Linked DNA regions of Drosophila melanogaster: all the other regions are linked to region 3. Evidence: chromatin contacts called from public Hi-C and targeted proximity ligation data. All regions are on one chromosome and are shown on one strand. The core of a region is the stretch at or near the end of the contact, and the rest is flanking DNA. Distances in the headings are between cores, read along the strand shown.

What was found. A called contact is a pair of places that touch in the nucleus more often than the background predicts.
Region 1: a contact with region 3 is called in a targeted proximity ligation map of the S2 cell line, with 8 times the contacts expected there. A contact is called at or near these places in 2 of 7 datasets of targeted methods (the Kc167 cell line and the S2 cell line).
Region 2: a Hi-C map of the Kc167 cell line shows a contact between it and region 3, with 2.3 times the contacts expected there. A contact is called at or near these places in 2 of 107 Hi-C or Micro-C datasets (both in the Kc167 cell line) and 1 of 7 datasets of targeted methods (the Kc167 cell line).
Region 4: a targeted proximity ligation map of the Kc167 cell line shows a contact between it and region 3, with 5 times the contacts expected there. A contact is called at or near these places in 4 of 107 Hi-C or Micro-C datasets (the Clone 8 cell line, the OSC cell line, the S2 cell line and 1 more) and 1 of 7 datasets of targeted methods (the Kc167 cell line).

The regions. Positions count from the first base shown.
Region 1 is chr3L:24,027,238-24,029,937 of dm6, reverse strand. It overlaps CG40045, which reads right to left and starts at 1,423. Exons shown (of 3, transcript NM_001275311.1): 1 at 1,215-1,423. The coding sequence starts at 1,260.
Region 2 is chr3L:23,277,888-23,280,587 of dm6, reverse strand. lncRNA:CR46475 (long non-coding RNA:CR46475) reads left to right here and starts at 1,418. Exons shown (of 2, transcript NR_167859.1): 1 at 1,418-1,867. nAChRalpha4 (nicotinic Acetylcholine Receptor alpha4) reads right to left here. Exons shown (of 12, transcript NM_001316465.1): 11 at 2,126-2,372.
Region 3 is chr3L:23,713,676-23,716,375 of dm6, reverse strand. It overlaps Spf30 (Splicing factor 30), which reads right to left and starts at 1,353. Exons shown (of 3, transcript NM_001144529.2): 1 at 1,210-1,353; 2 at 56-474; 3 at 1-3. The coding sequence starts at 1,251.
Region 4 is chr3L:23,338,017-23,340,716 of dm6, reverse strand. It overlaps ND-MLRQ (NADH dehydrogenase (ubiquinone) MLRQ subunit), which reads right to left and starts at 1,391. Exons shown (of 4, transcript NM_001275306.2): 1 at 1,241-1,391; 2 at 1,037-1,183. The coding sequence starts at 1,282. alpha-Cat (alpha Catenin) reads left to right here and starts at 2,617. Exons shown (of 12, transcript NM_079495.3): 1 at 2,617-2,700. The coding sequence starts at 2,671. It overlaps mir-4942 (mir-4942 stem loop), which reads right to left and starts at 1,489; the gene lies at 1,380-1,489.

The sequences.
Region 1 (2,700 bases), core at 174-2,673, 310 kb before region 3:
AGATAATATGAAAAGTTTGAAACAGGTGAAAAAGAGTAAATCTGACTCTAAAACGTAAATATTTCTAGATCATGATCACTATTCGAGTCGATCTAGCGATATCTGTCTATCCGTCCTTATGATTGTCGAGATCTTGATGGAAAATTATAGAAAGATAAAATAAAGCATGTAGATGCTAGTGACTCCCTCTAGCGATCACAAACAAATTAACAAATTAATAATTTTTATTATAGAATAAAAACATATGTATAAACATATACATACATATGTATATAAAAAATCACATATACATACATAAATACATTTTTTAGTTAGTAGTATGAGTCAAACGAATTTAAAAAGCTCATTCCATTGTTGACATGTTCGATTAAATAACAAAGTATATGGTTTCATTTGTTTTAAAATACTGTTGCCCCTGTAGCAAAATGCTATTCGCGATTAATGGCTGAAAATAAGAAATGGGCTAAGCATTGTAAAGGTTGTAATGAACATTGTTTAACCCTACAAATAACATAAATGCTTTATTAGGTTACCTTGAACATCAATTAACCATAACTTTGTAGAGTGTTAACAAAAATATGATAATAATATATCTATCATTCGGCCAAGTCTTTAAGTGTTGTTGAATGTCTAAATCATTAGAAAACAATTTCTTTCCAAAAATTTTAATTTAAGGCAGTGAAGGGAACACTACCAAAATTTGTATATACATACACACATATGTGTAGATGTAAGCATTTATTAGAGTTAGAAAGTAATATATATTATGTGTACCTTCATACACATATATAAATTTATCTTTTCGGCATATTAAGCAAACTCCTGCTCAAATTTTATCATTAATTTGAGTACATAATAATATATACCACGAGATTTTTAAAAAGAAGGGTAGACACAAATATTTACACATATATGTATTGGCGCATATACACATTTATTATCCTATGTAAGAGTATACTATTAACTTTACAAAAAAGAACAAGAATTTATTAAAATTACCTTAAGATATAGGTAATATTTAAGCTACAAATTACATATGTGCACTCATATTACACATAATATATGTATTTGGTTGAGCATTGCCAGCTTATGGTTTTTGCACCAATTTTAAAACCACATGTGCAAGACTGGAAAAATAATTTCATATACATATGTAAAAACATTTATATATACATTCTTGCTCATTTATATACGTTTGAAGTTGTTAAACTTACCTGCCAATTGTTTTTTTAACAGTAAAGATGACTGAAGTTCAGACATTCTAAGTTGTATGATAAATGAATTGGTTCAGTTTAACGCACAAGTAATTAACACAAATAAAAATTGTATGCTTAAAAATAAGTTAGTATTGAAAGTAAATATAATGATCGACATCGACCACCGAATTTTCTATAAAGGCCAAACATAAAAAAGAACTAGTTATACAAGTTTAACACAGATCTAGCTCCTGTGAAGACGAATGTGACACAATAACACTTGTTTCCAACTACACTTATATTACATTTACACTACGTTTGACTGCTTCTGGTTGGCTAACAGGTACCGGGGATATATATATACAAATCCTATACTTACAAAAAAAATATAAGGGGCAATCCCAAAATGAAGAAAAACGGTTAATATCATCACATATTGCCAGCAGAGTTTGCCGTATGGCTGGTACTAAGCCCGGTTTAATGTATGCCAATAGACTTTGCGGTTAAATTTGTAAAAAGTTCTGTAGATATCATCCTTACCTTAACCTTTCTGTATTCTTTTGTTTATTTAAAAATATATGTTATCAAAATTTATGAGGATTAAAATTTATAAATACCAACACAAGTTCAAAATAGAATAGAATAGACAACATGCTTGCTCTTGATAACAAACCACTGTAATTGGATTGGAAATAAACAAGTTTATTGAATGAACAACATATTATTAATTTGCTTATAATTTTCTTATTTATGGTATTGAAGCTATGATTAATAACAACATAAATAAATTATTGCAGAGCTTTTGTGAGCCGATTACAGTTACAGCAGTTGCCCACATATACGATACCGACCAAAAAACATTGAAATGCAAGAATATTTTTTAACCCTATCCCTAACAAACGTATAAAATGCTTTAAAAATCGCGAAACGCATATTCAGTGTAAGAACCAATTGTTTTCCATATGAGTTTTTAAATAGATTGGCTGGGTTCCACTGTGGTTCTCGTCAATATTTTAAGTCCCACTTATTTTTCTACGCACTCTTCTATCGGTTTGCGGGCCGATATCAATTTTGATCTAAGAAACAAATTTACAGATTTCGAGTTTTGGCCAATGTCGTTGCAATATGACAGGATGAAATATTATTAAAAAATATATGCCGTAACTATAATTATTTTAACGAAGATTTTTTATACTCTATTGTTAAATTCTCCGCTCGAATATATTGCCGATTTATATCTATATTTACTTTAATTATGAATAATGTGTAAATATGTTATTAACGACAAACTTCAACAGGGGAATGTTAGCAGTTATTATTTATGTAGGCGATCTTACAGCATTAAAACTAATTTCATCATTATTTTAACTTTTTTTTTTTTTTTTTTTTTTTTTTTTACTTTGCTTTTATTTATTGAATCTTCTTGTATAAGAACTAACAATAAGTTTAAAAATCTTAACTATAACAAGTATTTTTTGAACAGTTGTATTATTTTTCCAACTGT
Region 2 (2,700 bases), core at 169-2,668, 440 kb after region 3:
TTTAAAAAATTTTAGGATATTTTTTGATAATTTTATAATTTGCTTAAATTGATTTACCAAATAATTTTTGCCACGCTCACTTTAATTTTTTTAATATTTTCTCACTTAATTCCCCACCACTTATCGATATCCCAGGAAAATAATGAAATTTTGCGTTCCCATTCATACTAGCTGATAGTCGAGGAACTCGACTAAAACATTCTCTTTTTTTTTGAATTCGAACCACTGTACACTGCAACGAACTGTTTTTCTTGGTCCTGCTCGCTACGAGTTGCAGCGGCTAGCTAACCAAGGAGAAGACAAAGTTTCAGATTAAAGTAGCTTTATTGGAGTATTTTACAGCAAATTCCTCCGATGATCGCCGTCCGCTGAACGCTGTTGCTCCTGCGCCTCCTAGCCTTCTTTTTCTTTCCTGTGTGTCCTTGAAAACGGACCAAGTGCCGGCTCGAATGGGTATAGGTTGTTATGGGGCAGGGTGTATCGACCACGGGTTAAGGCAACGCTCGGTTTGGGACCAACTTTGCCACTGACCCTTTCAACCAAGCCGGGTCCTTGTATTGCTCGTCCCTCCTTGCTCTCCTCGTGGCCTTCTCCGTGCATTCTAACCCACTGAACGTCTTTGTCTTCACATGCTGCACTTGCGCCGTCCCTTTATAGGCCGCGGGGAATCCGTTGTTTCCCCTATTGCGCACGGCCAGCTCGGATACAACGTCCAACTAATTTCCCGTTAGTTCACGGTGCGTCCTCTTTGTGCGTGTCCAAAGTCCGCACCGCTACCGTTCGACCTACGTGCCCTTGAACGGCTCAAATACAAGGTCCAGCGCGGTACCGTTTGTTCACGGTCTATCCGTTTTGCCGGTGTCCAAGGTCCATTAATTACCGTTCGACCTGACCGTCCTTGACTTTTCTTGCATTCCAGCCGTCTTCGCTGTTGCACCCTGCACTCGGATTTGTGGAGAGTTTTAAGACTCCTCACAACACAAAATCAAAACTTGCCAACGAGCTGTTAAAAGTACCGCAAAAGAGCAGTCTGCAAGAGAGTGTGTGCATAGTGCAGTTTATGTGCAAACAAAAACAACACCAAACAGCACTGTGAACAACGCACGAAAGGGATACTAAAACTTGCCAACGAGCTGTTTAAAGTACCGCAAGAGAGCAGTCTACACTCGCAAAGTTTTAATAATTATGGTTAAAAAAAAATAATTAGAAAAGTAATTATTAAAACAACTATGCTGGTTTTCCAAAAACACTACGGCTAACGGGTGTAGAAATATGAAAATATTTTTCTAAAGTGTGGTCGTGGCCTTACACCAACAAAACGCCTGAAACGGTCACGCTCACACTTTAATGAAATTTTAAAATGTCTCTTATTATTCCCCGATATCTATCGATATCCCAGAAAAATGATGAAATTTCGCGTTCGCATGTCCACAATCTGGATATCGGGTATTTAAGAGTCGGGGAACTCCACTATAGCATTCTCCCTTATTTATTATAATAACGTTGGGTAGCAGAAGAAATTAGCAAAGCAATAAAATATATACATATATCTATGTATAATCTTATAAATAATCAGTATGAACATCCGAGTCCATGCGGCCATGTTCGTGCTGATGTATTTCCGTCTGTCTCCGGAACTAAAAGAGTTTGTTTTAGAAGATTTCCACTACCACTATATCACCTACAATTCTATCAATAATCCAAAAACTTGTCGGTCACGCCCAATTTAACGCTTTCGAATCGAAATAAAAGCAAAAGTGTTTTCTGCCTCAGCACCAATATCTAATTTCTTTTAAATTAATGTGCTAGTTTTTCGTTGAAAATTCCTATAACAGCTTTATGAAATCGTGGACCACTTCTGATCAAGGTAAATAAGAAGTTAAATATTGTCAAAAAACGTAAGTATACCTAGCTAGAACATCGAAAATAGGGTTTCAGAGAAGAAACCGATGGAGTACACATGGACGTGGTTTTAACCACTAGGCTATTGATGTATATACTTTATATGGCCATAATGGCCTATTTTATGTATGCTCTCTGTAAGGATTTACATATCTAGGAAAATACAAGTTAAAACTTACTTATTTCTGATAAGCATTTTATCAAATAATACCGTTTAACTTACTTTAGTTGAGTCCTCTTGCATTTTTGTATGCTCTGCAATAAAGCGCACACAAAAACAGCTTTTGTGAATTTTAGGAAGGCATTTAGAGTGGGAAAATGCTGGATTATTTAAAATGGGACTTTTCATCCCTAAGGGTCCGATATCCATATCGGGGACGGCGGCTATTTCGTCTGAACTACAATGGGTGAGTGGCGGCACTGGGCCATGAACCTGACAACTTCCTCCAAATGGTCCATTCGCCGTAATGCTAAAGTAAAAGATATTTTGATAACATTATACAAAATACGAACTGTAAGTAAATTTAATTAATTAATAGACATATTGATTTTTGCCAAATAAAATAATTTTCTAGTTTTTTTATTTTGAGGAATTAAAACTCAGCCATCTCCAACAATAAGCAAGTGTGTAAACCACAAAATGGTTGAAAAGAAATTCAAAAGAAATACGAGAAATTCAAAATTTCTTATGTACCACAAAAATGAACAAATTTCAAAACATTTTTGAAAAGTGTGGGCGTGGCAGTTGCGTCTGCGTCTATGTCTCTAGAATTGTTTGCTCTATCTTTTAAAGTTTCT
Region 3 (2,700 bases), core at 104-2,603:
CGCCTGTAAAAACCGTTTTAGAAATTTATTACTCTTACTGTTAAAATATTTATACTTGTTTGACGGAAAAACTTCGTTGCGAATAGTACGTTCACGCAACTCATTGACGTGGGTCGTAGATCGATTTTGATAGGCATCGAATATTACATTAACTTCTCCTGTACTTGATATATCTTCAATAGTTGCATCGTAGTACTGACGATCCTCCTTCCATTTAGCTTGACACTTGTCTCCTTTTTTCCAAATCTTAGCAGCTGAAACTAATTTTTCTGCTTCTAATAGAGCTGCTTCTATTTCGTCGAAGTAGTTGGACGAATCTCTTTTGGTTGATGATGGCTCCACATATGAAGATTTATTTTGTTCTTCCAGTTGAGTTTGTATCAAATCACGAGTAAGGGTAATAACTTCGTCAAGATCACTTCTGAGTTTTAATAGCTCTTCATTTTCTGGATCAGTTTGAAGAGCTGCCTCCACCTAAAAATTAAATTTATAATTGCTTAATTCATGTGCAACAATTTCAATATATTACATTGTAGATTGAATAATTCAAAAAAGTTTATTTATATATGAACATTTCACAATAAACTGATCTTTGAAATGCCACGCATTAGGAAGTAAACTTTCTAACCAGAAGCTGAATCTTTATGTACAGGCTTACCATAAGCGCTTGTTTTAAGGGGTTGGCTTATATACACGTTTTTTAAAAGCACAAATAAATTTCCAATGTTTGGTTTGATTCAGTAGGGGAATACAATAATAACATTACTAGGCCATGGCCATAAACGAGCCAAACGAAATCAAGGAATAGTTTACACAACATTTTTAAGTGATAGTATTTATCCAAGCTATGTTATGAAAGCTGTATAGAATATCTCTGTATATAGTCGTCACCGTTCTTCACACCGAAGTTGCGAGTTGTTTTCCAGTACGAAGCTGGATTCTTTTTCAAACTCCTAACATGGCAACGATGTTTGTATATAAATGATTGGGACCGGACATCCACAGGAAATTGGTTTGTATTTCTTCGTTTATATGTACATATGTACATATAGTACTCGCCATCCTCCAGTTGCGCTTCATCGACTACTGACTACTATTATTTTAAAGGACTGAACAAAATGTCTTTACTTAAAGAATATAAGCGAAACATATACAATCTTGACCAAGACCACACCAAAATATATACTTTATTTAATTAATTATACACACTTGTTGCAATTGTAGCTTATAATTATGCAAGTCGTCCGCCATTTAAGTACTGTCAGATTCCACTATTTACATTGGATAATTTAAGAAATTATTATATTATTTATTGAATAGGCTAAGGCAGCGGAACCAAGTCTACTACTATATTACGTTGTTTTGGAATAATATTTACGTAAGTAATGGAATTTATATGAGTTTCTCACAGATTAGCATCAACAACGTATCAGACCTATAAGAGACCCGGTTTTGAAGCGATTGAAATCGTCATTTAAAATAACACGTTAAAATCAGAAGCATGTTGTAATTTGCTTAGATGGCAAAATATAAAAATATAGGTATTTTACGAACAGTGTATGTGTATAATGTATGTGCACTGTTCCCACAGATGCCATTTCCCTAAGCATGGCTACTTTTTAAATTTTTCGATTTCAAAGATAATGAATGTGTAATGTGCGATTCTATGGACCTTACTATATAGACTGTTCTATTAGACATAATCGTATTTTTTTTCGATTTTGATTCGGGCAAAATCGTTTAATTGCGTTTTAAGGTGCTCTGGTTTTTGTTTTGCTATCGGACAGCTGTTTTCCTGACATTAGAGAGGCCACCTTTTTCACAGTTTTAATTCCGATGTCGGCAAATTTTTGTTTGTCAAATCAATAAATTTTGTATAAAATAACTAAGTGACAGAATAATCTTATGGTGATTTGCAATAAACATCAATATACCACTGAGTAAACAATTTTTTCCTTTAGTAAATAAGATCTGATAAGATTTGACAAAAGTACCCGTTTTACAAATCGAACTAACTTCTAATGTTAGGCTTTCGGATTTGTTTACATGAATGGCAAAGTTCCGTTGCCAATGAATTTGTTTATCAAAACGCATACTGAGCAGATGGCATACAGTACGGGAACCAATTAACAGCTTTATTGTTCAGGGAATTAATGAAATTGGCCGGTTTGGGTGGCGCAAATACGTCACTATATAAATGAACGTTCACAATAAACATTCGACGGCGTAACTTTTAAATGTCTCTTTATTGAGCAGAGCAAGTGCTTACAAGGTTAGAAAATAACTGAATAAACGAATACAAGAATTCAAATTAAAAGCATCAAGATGGAGGCCGTCCTCGGCCGCCCTTAACTCAGCGAACGCCACGTAAAATCGTCTCGTGGATTTCCTGGCCTTCTGGGCACGCCAACCCACAATGGCAACACACAACAGAAGGCAACATGATGCTGCCACGATTAGTGCCACTCGCTGGGGGCGTTCTGCGTTGACCTCTTCTCTGAACCTTCGTATTGTCTTTAAGTTATGTTCATTCAGGCGATTAAGTTACGTTCATTTAGGCTATGAAGGTATGGTAGACTGAGCACGCTTTGTTGGGAGGTGACATTCAGCAGAGGGAATTTTGCTACCCCCGGTACTCTGTTTTGGACCCCGTTCTGGTTGACGTACAGGGTTCCGTTAATGACGGCATGACGGGTGCCG
Region 4 (2,700 bases), core at 142-2,641, 380 kb after region 3:
TTTTTTTTCATAGTTTTAAATAACTAGATTATTATAAAATTGATAAAATTAAAGGGTTTGATTGGCGTTTAAGTCGCAATCACTACATATTGAAGCATATCCCTCTTCCTTTTTATTTAAGGGTTGAATTATTCCTTAATACGCACTAATGACACCCCATCATTTCTTAATTTCACTTATTTTACCTATTTACCTAAATTACCCATATATATATATATATATACATTTTTTCTGCCATAAAGAATGGTGAGTATGGTGTTTTAATAATTTGTTATTAGCTAGTTGATATACGCAAATATCTCCGTTTAGAGATTGTTAACAGGCGGTGTTTACGGTTATTGGGAATTGTTTTGCGAGACAAATAATAAAAGTGAAAAAAAGTATCACTGTACAAAATAGTCGACTTCCTCGACTATCAGATACCCGTTATTCAGCTAGTTAAAATGCCATAGCGAAATTTCATGATTTGTCTGGGATATCGATAGATATTGGTGAATAAAATTTTTGGGAAATCAATCAAAATTTAAAAAACTAATAAAAATGTGAAAAAATGTGGCAGTTTTTGAAGATTTGTGGGCGTGGCAACATAGGCCAACAAACTTGCGCTGCGGGTATTTCTCTAGAATCTGTATGCTTAATCTCAACCTTCTAGATTGTATAGTTCCTGAGATCTCGACATTCATACAGACGGACGGACAGCGTCAGATCGACTCGGATATTGATCCTGATCGAGAATATATAGGCTTCATATGGTGAAAACTCTGCCTTCTACCTATTACATACTTTTCAATGAATCTAGTATAACATCTTACTCTACGAGTAACGGGTATAACTACAACTACAACATAGTATATATTCGTGAAATATATATGTGTAATGGTTATGGCATGTCGGTTAAATCGCCAAAAAAGTAAAAAATTGCAAAAATACATATATCTATAAGCAAATTTGGTTATTAACAAAACCACGGTCGAGGGCTTTTCTTGGCCCATTAAAATATGAAAATAGAATATGAATATTAAGGAGCAAATCTAACCTTGTATTGCTTTTCTTTGTACTCTTGCCATGGTTCGGGATTTGATGTGCGATTCCAAGTGACATCGGGATTACGAGTAGCAAGTCGAGCCATATAGTAGACGGCTCCAATAGCTCCCGCTCCAACGCACACATAAAGTGGAATTAACTGAACAAATTTTTGTTATGCAATCAACAGATAACTTAATATAATCATAAAACTTACAGCTGGATTTTTTTTAAGACTTTGCAGACCAAGACCTTGCATTTTGTCTACGTTATAATTAAAATGTATTTAATATGTAAGAAAGAAACACATTTATAAAAAATTACCTAACTTTACTCAATCCAATAAAACAGAATGGAACTATATATTAGATATGGACATATTTCGATGCCAACAGCGATGTCATCGATGTTTTCCAAACATCGGCAACTCGATGTTGACTCAAACATAAAAATATATGTATTCATAACAGGCAGATGTCATATTATTTTATATGTGACATGCCAGTATTAAGCGATGCTGGTATAGAATGGGAACTCAAAAATCATGCACATAAATATTTTTTTTTACATCTAAGGAATATATTATTTTATATACGTAATTTTTATGCATGCTTGTCGCACAGGTTTTATGTTAGGCTGTCATAATAATTTCAAGCCGCCGGGAACGATATAATCTTCTGAAGTAGTCATGCATTTTTGTTACATTTTGTTTATATGTCGAAAGGATTTTTTTTCAATAATAACAAGAAAAAATGCTATGTAGACTTTCCCGACTATTAAATATCCGTTACTCAGCTAGAGGCAATATGATCGCGAAATATCATAATTTTTCTGGGACACGGATAGAAATTGGTGAATGCAATGAGAAAATATTTAAAATTGTTCAAAAATGTGGGCGTGGTCGTTTTTTGGTCGGTTTGTATCGTTAGAGTGGGCGTGGCAAAAAGTTTTATGACAAATCAATAGAAATTTACAAAACTAATAAATATATGAAAATATATATCAACACAATTTTCAAAAGTGTGGGCGTGGCAGCGTTAGGCGTTAGGTTAATATCATATGGTTAATCTAAGCTTTATAGCTTATATTGTTCCTGAGATCTCGACGTTCATACGGACGGACAGACGGACACGACCAGATCGTGTCGACTACTGATCCCGATCAATTGTTCCAATGCTTCCATCAGCCTATTAGGAACTTTTAAACGATTCTGGTATACCCTATTACTCTACAAGTAACCGGTATAATAATAAACATAGAAAACAACAATCCTGATATGTGTGGAATATGTTAATTCATTAAATGAAATATTTTTGTTGGTAAAAATTAAAAATATTATTAAACTTTTCTCAATCGTCTTCAATACTTGAATATCACATATTTTTCACGAGAGTTCAATCATCAAAAATCAATTTTAATTATTTTCTTAAAGTCATTACTAAAGAATGACTCACAGGACTCAAAACTACAAAACTATTTAACTTATTCATTATATATTGGTTACGTTACGTAGGTCATGTGGCTCAGTGGGACTATGATATATTTAAAGCCCGCATTCTTTACAGCACTGCAAAGTTACAATCCTGGTACTATTAATAATCAGTGGACTACATATTATCGAAAAAGGCGTCGTCGGTTAAAGAATTTATGTTAAAACCTGATAAAATGGGCACGTTA